2 separate regions of the Oryctolagus cuniculus genome follow, and region 2 is linked to region 1. A link is a contact called in public Micro-C data. All regions are on one chromosome and are shown on one strand. Each heading gives the region's core, a stretch centred on a gene start, on an enhancer-like site or on the middle of the called end of the contact. The rest is flanking DNA. Distances are from core to core; before and after follow the strand shown.

Evidence for each region. A called contact is a pair of places that touch in the nucleus more often than the background predicts.
Region 2: a contact with region 1 is called in a Micro-C map of ear pinna, with 2.9 times the contacts expected there. The contact joins the promoter of EIF3G here to the promoter of TYK2 in region 1. A contact is called at or near these places in 2 of 6 Hi-C or Micro-C datasets (ear pinna and an unstated tissue).

What each region holds. Positions count from the first base shown.
Region 1 is chr16:67,026,743-67,030,114 of mOryCun1.1, reverse strand. TYK2 (tyrosine kinase 2) reads right to left here and starts at 1,550. Exons shown (of 26, transcript XM_070059155.1): 1 at 1,418-1,550; 2 at 751-910; 3 at 351-609; 4 at 48-254. The coding sequence starts at 498.
Region 2 is chr16:67,186,805-67,190,176 of mOryCun1.1, reverse strand. It overlaps EIF3G (eukaryotic translation initiation factor 3 subunit G), which reads right to left and starts at 1,637. Exons shown (of 11, transcript XM_070059206.1): 1 at 1,489-1,637; 2 at 1,302-1,348; 3 at 916-999; 4 at 726-814; 5 at 545-604; 6 at 42-146. The coding sequence starts at 1,508.

The DNA.
Region 1 (3,372 bases), core at 301-2,800:
CCCACCCAGCCCCAGCCCCGCACCCACACCCAGCGCCCCAGACTCACCGATCCTGTGTGCGATGTGGACACAGACCTCCTCAGCAGTCAGCGAAACCTCCCCAAACGTGACCCAGGGCTCGCCGCCGCCGGGGCCGGCCCAGTGCAGGAGCACCCGCAGGCCTCCCCCCGCAGCCAGGGGCTGAGCGGCAGCCGCGCCCGGCAGGCTGCCCCTGGAGCCGGCTCTTCTCTGGCACAGAAACATGGTCCTCACAGCTGGCGAGGGAGACGTTGTCAGCCCCAGGGGTTGCCTGGAGGCCCTTGCGTCCCCCCCTTTTTTAAAAGACTTATTTATTTGGGAAGCAGAGTTACACAGAGAGAGGAGAGAAAGAGGTCTTCCATCCGCTGGTTCACTCCCTAAATGGCAGCAATAGCCAGAGCTGGGCAGATCCGAAGCCAGGAGCCAGGAGCTCCATCCGGGTCTCCCACACGGGTGCAGGGGCCCGAGGACTTGGGCCATCTTCTACTGCTTTCCCAGGCTACAGCAGAGAGCTGGATCAGAAGTGGAGCAGCCGGGACTCGAACCGGCGCTTTTGGCTTTGGCCCAGCCCAACCCTGGCTGTTGTGGCCACTGGCAGAGGGAATCAGAGGATGGGAGGTTTCTCTGTCACTCTGCCTCTCAAAGAAATAAGTCACTAAAAAAAAATTAACTGTGAACCCACCCCCCACCCCCGAGATACCCAGACAGGCAGGGCAGAGGAGTTAAACAGACCTGGGTGGGGGTGCGGGTGGGGGAGGGGGAGGGAGTCCTGCTCTCCCCCGCGTCAGCTCGGCCGCTCGCGGGCTCAGTCTGCCCATCTGGAGAATGGCGCTGGCGACAGTGAGGGCTGCGGCGTGTCCTCGAGGTTCTGCATGTCACTGACCCCGCGGGCCTTGTCTCGGGCAAGAGAGGGGCACAGATAGGACCCAGGTGAGGACAGAGGCAGGGCTGCTGCTGTCTCTCAGCCGTGACGCCCGGGGTCAGAGACCCCAGCCCCCGCGGACGCCCCCCCGAGTCCAGCTCGGACCACCCGCCCCTCCCCCCCCAGGTCTCCAGGATCGGAGCTGAGCGACAGGTGCTTGTCACATCTTAGGTCTGCCCGTGACCCGTCCTGGAAGGCCTGGGTCCAGCTCCCTGCACACGCGCACCCTGGGAGGCAGCAGTGCCTGGGTCCCTGCCGCCCACGTTGGGGGCCCGGATGGAGTGGGTCGGGGTGAGGTCTCCACCGGGGCAGGTCCTCAAACCACCCGCCCAGGAACCCAGCAGGCAGGGTCAGGAGCCACGACGGGCACCCACTGGCGACACGTCTGGTCCACCTCCAACCAAGCGCAGCCTGCCCCCGCGCTTCCTCCCTGAGACCCTCTCGGGCGCGCCCCCTCCCACGCCCCCCAAGACGCACCCTTCTCCCGGGACTCCGGCTCGAACCCGGGACCCCGCCCGGCCCCCGCGGAGGAGCTGCTACCAGTACGCCGCCAAGACGCCGTCTCCCATTGGCCGCCTGAAACACGCATTCCTATTGGCCACTGTATCGGTTTTTTTTCCCCGTCGCACGTAGACTTCGGGAGGAACCCAATGACAGAGACGCTCCGATTGGTCCTCGGCCTCGCTCGAGGCTCTGTCCCGATTGGCTGGGTCTGCCCCCACATGCGCTGTACCATCTGCGATTGGCTGACCCGGAGTGGGCGGAAGAAGGCGGTGGCAAGGGCGGGCGGAAGAGTGTGTTTTGGAGGCCGCGCAAGTCCGGCGTGGAGTGCAGGCTCCGAGGCGGCCAGGGCCGTCAGTCAGGCCTCCAGCAGCCCCGAGCCGCGGAGCTCCACAATGGATTCCTTCCGTACCCCTTCCCCGGCCCCCTCCGCGCCAAGCCTCCTTCCCCTCCGGGTCACCTGCGTGCAGCCCTGCCCTGCGAGGCCCCCATGCCGTCGGGGTGGCCGCTTGACCGTCCCTCCACATCTGAGTTCCGGTCTCCTTTGCGGAGCAGACTACGTGCTGCGGGCGCTTCTCATCCGGTCCGGGCGGCAGCCCTGGAGATGGGCTCTTGTCCCCATTTCCCAGAGCAAGAAACTGAGGCCCGGAGCGGCCTCTTGACCAAGGCCTCTTCGCGGCGAGGCCCAGAGCGGGCCTCAGCCTTGGCCCTGGCCTGGTTTCAGCAAGACCCCACGCTCCAGCCCACCCTGCTCGCCACCCTCCGCTGTCCTAGGTTCTCTCTCCCCGGTGGCCGTAATCCTGGGTCCCGGAGGCCGTGTCACTGCCATGGTTAGGGGCACCTGCGAAGATCCGGTCAGGACACCCCCACGGGGAACGCAGGTAGATGTGGACAGGGGCCCGGCGCCGCGGTGCAGCGGGTCAAGCCGCTGCCTGCGACTCCCGCATCCCATACCTCAGCACCCAGCTCCCGGCTGATGCGCCTGGGAAAGCAGTGGACGATGGCCGAGGGCCTGGGAGACAGACCTGACCTTGGCCTGGCCCCAGCCCCCACCGCCCTGGCCAGCTGGGGAGTGGACCAGGGCATGGAAGTCGCTTTCTTCCACTGTCACTCTGCCTTTCAAATACATTTCATGAGAGCGAGAACAGAGAAGGTCCCGGTCTCCCTCGTGGGCAGCAGGGATCTCGAGCCGTCACGGCTGCCTCCCACATCTGCGTTGGCAGCAAGCGGAAGCCAGAGACAGCGCTGGGCGCAGGTGCCCCGAGCCAGGAGATGGCCCCAGTGCCATATGGAGCTCCTGGCCCCTGGCTTTTGCCTGGCCCAGCCCTGGCTGCTGTGGGCATTTGGGTAGCAAATTCAACAGGTGGACTGTCTCCCTCTCTCTCTCTCTCTCTCTGGCTCTGTCTTTTAAATAAATAAATACATCTTTAAAAAAAAAAAAAAAGGAAAAGAAACCAGCGGGGGGGGGGGTGGGGGGCGTGGCCCTGGAGCCGTGGGTCCCAGGCCGAGTTCCCGGGCTGCGGAAGGGCTGGCCGCGGCCTCCCACCCCGAACTTCCCCTCTGCCACCGTGGCCAGAGCAGAAGCAGGAAGCGGAGGACGCCAGATTCTTCCAGACCGGCTCGCAAGGGCGCGGCCCGGAGCCTCCACCGCCCAGCTGCCGCGGAGGTCCCTCCGCAGGAAGTGTAGCACTAACAATGATGGTCATAGACCCAGCAATAATAATAAATTACAACGGTGTGTATTTCCCCAGCCTGCAGGCCGGGCCGAGGGCTGTGAGCTCGGTTTTCCCTGGGCCTTCCCCGGGTAATTTTTTTTTTTTGAAAGAAATCAGTGGTGTCTTTTTAAAAAAATTATTTTAAATTTTTATTTATTTATTTGGAAGTCACAGCTACACACAGAGAGAAGGAGAGAGAGAGAGGTCTTCCATCCA
Region 2 (3,372 bases), core at 388-2,887, 160 kb before region 1:
GACTGCGGCCCCACCCCGCCCCCACCCGCGGCCCCGCCCACCTCTTTGCTGGTGATGAACGTCATGGAGACATCGTCGCTGACCGTGGTGGTGGCCACGTTGGGCCCCGGCGGGTCAAATTCCGAGTTCCCAAACTTCTTCCAGTTCTGGGCTCCGGGGAGGGGGTCAGGTCAGGGCAGGAGCGGGCGACGGCCCACAGCCTTGGGCACCCACATACCACGGCAGCCACCCCGCAACAGGGGCAGCTGCGGCTCCATGCCAGGCCCAGGCTGGGGGGGGCAGGCGGGGGTCCCTCCCCGGTGAAGCCAGCACCACCAAAGCTCCCGGCCTCCCTGGGTCTCTCCGGGCGCCAGGGGCTTGGCACGGGGCCTGCCGCCAGCCAGGGGCACAGCGGGGGAACCCCCTCCAACCCCAGCCGCTCCTGCACCCCGAGTTTCTCAGGGCCCCAAGAGACATGCAGACACCCCGGCCTCCGGAAGCTCAACTCCCCCTGGAACAGGGGTCCCCAGCTCCCGGGTCAGCCCTGCGGGGGCGGGGGCCTCACCTTCCTCCTCGCGACAGCCTTGGAGGCCTTCCGGGTCTCAATCCTGAAGGTGCGCACGATCTGCAGGTGCGAGGGCAGTGGGTGGGCCCCCTGCACCCCAAGCCCCCGCCCAGGGCCCCGGCACGCCCCTCCCCCAGCCCACCTTGAACTGCCTGCACCCCAAGCCCCCGCCCCGGCCCACCTTGAACTTCTTGCCGTCCTCATCGATCTTGTACTCGGTCACCGTCTTGATGTTCCCGTTGATGACCTCCTTGGGGGGCGGCAGTGGGGCTGAGGAGGGGGACGGGGAGGGGAACTGAGCCCTGGGAGCGGCGGGCCGGGCGGGGGGTGGGGGTGGGGTGGCCAGGGCCGCGGCGGAGGCTGTCACTTACCCCCGGGCAGCAGCTCAGGCTCCGGGCTGGTGTCGCCGGTGGCCAGGGGGATGCCCTTGAGCAGCTCGCTGGTGACACATTTGTCTGCAGGAGGGGGCGGGCGGGGGTGAGCCCCAGGGGCGGGGGCAGCCTGAGCAGTGGCCAGGGCACGGGGGTCCTTGGCGTGAGGGTGGGGCACGGGCCGGGAGACCCCGCGGGCGCCACGCCTGGCCCCGGCCCCGAGCAGGACGGGAGGGGTCAGTGGGCTGGCCCCGAGGAGGGTGGCGCGGGGCGGGGGCCGCGCGCGGAGGTGCCGGGGGGCCCTGAGCAGTGGCCAAGGCAGGGGCCAGGCCCCGGCCCCGAGCGGGGCGGCACTGCCCCGGGCCGGGGGCCGCGTGGGAACTCACCGTCCTCGCCCTCCTCCTCCACCTGGTCGGCCCAGCTGGGCTTCGAGCTGCGGGGACAAGCGTGCGGGGACAGAGCTGGGGCGGCGAGGCCGGACGACGGCAGCCCCGCGCGACCCAGGCCCCCTAAGAGTCCCCCAGGACCCCCCCACACTGTCTCCCGAGACTCCCGCCGCCACCCCGGACTCACTCAAAGTCTCCCGTCGGCATTGCAAAGTCTTCTCCACGCAGCCCGAGCCCGGGCCAGAGAGCGGAAGTGGGGGAGGAAAGAGACTTCCGGTTCAGCCGCCGCCGCCGCCTAGAGCGACCCGGCCGAGGATGCTCGCAGCGCCCCCGTGCGGACGGGCGTGGAGGCGCCGCCGTGTGCGCTGGTACCCAAAGCGGGTAGAGGCGGCTAGGCGCCTCCCAGGGTTGACCGGAAATGCAACATGGACGCCGGTTCGAGTCCCGGCTACTCCATTTCCGATCCCGCTCCCTGCTAATGCACCTGGGAAAGCAGCGGATGGCGGTTAAAGGGCTCAGGCCTCTGCACCCACGCGGGAGACCCGGAAGAAGCCCCTGGATCCTGGTGTTGGGCTGGCCCAGGACTCTGCTTGTTGTAAACATCTGGGGAGTGAACCAGCAGATGGAAGATCTAATTGCCTAATAAATACCTTTCTTAAAGACTTGACAGGAGAGTTTCAAACAACCCAATTTTAAACAAATTTTTATTTCAGAGGCAAAGACACCAGTGGGATGTCCTATCTACTGCTCACCCCCTAAAAATGCCCAAAGCAGCCACAGCTGGGCCAGGCCGAAGCCAGGAGCCGAGCACTCCATCCGGGTCTCCCACAGGGGTGGCGGGAACCCCATTCCTTGAGCCGTCATCACCTCCTGCCTCCCAGGGTGCTGCAGGAGCTCCGATATGGGGCCCCGGGGACAGCCGCTAGGCTCAGGACCCGCTCCTGGAGTTGCCACGTCTGCTAACGTCCAGTTATGGACGAGCTGTGGAGGCACAGACAACGTAAGCTCTCTGTGTGGACACAGCAAGTACTAGGCTGACTGCTGGACACCACGGCCCAGGGCAGACACAGCACCGTCCGGGGTGGTGGAGCCCGGGCAGGAGGGAGCCGGGAGGCACGCCACGGGGCTCCACTTCCGATGCGGCTCTCTGCTGTGGCCTGGGAAAGCAGTGGAGGATGGGCCAAGTCCTTGGGCCCCTGCTCCTGCACGGGAGACCCGGATGGAGCTCCTGGCTCCGGATTGGCTCAGCTCCAGCCGTTACAGCCATTTAGGGAGTGAACCAGTGAATGGAAGACCTTTGTCTCTCCCTCCAGATAAGTCAAATAAAATCTTTAAAAATAAAACCGCTGGGGCGGGCAGCCGTTCAGACACAGCTTGGGCCGCGCCGGCTCCCCTGCCGAAGTGGCGGAGGCTCTGCCCCAGCTCCGCTTCGAATCCCAGCTTCCCGCTAACCCAGCGGCGCCGGAGCCTCCCGTCCAAGGAGAGCAGGGCCGAGTGCGCAAGGACGCTCAGGGCCCTGCGGCTGGAAGGGCAGGAAATCAAGGGTTTTGTAAACTTGGCGTTCCCCTGGGTGAGGCTGTGGTGCAAGCGCCACCAAGTGGCCGTCTAGGGAAGTGCAGGTAGCGTTGGTCCACACAGTGACCCCCGCCCCCCAGGCTGCTGTGAGTCAGGTTCAAGACCCGGCTCCTCGGCTTCCAAGCCAGTTTCCTGCTACTGCATCTGGAAAGCACCTCACGGCTCGGGCTCAGCGACCAGCGTGGAGCTCCAGGCTCCCGGCTCCCACCTGGCCCGGCCCTGGCTGCTGTGGGCATATGGGGAGAGAAGCAGCGGATGGAGGACCCCTCTCTGCCTCTCCTTCTGACAAGAAAGTAAAGAATCCAAGAGGCCTGAGCCGGGCTGATGCTGCAAAGTCCAGCTAACAAACTCGGGCAGATGAGGGGTTTTGTTTGGGGGTGGGCGGGACGGGGGTCGGAGGGCAGCTCAGGGGCAACCCCGTCTCTTGCTGCACTATCCACTGCTCTGGTCGTAGGTCCTCAAGGTCACAGAATGGCTGCTGCATCACCAAGCCTCG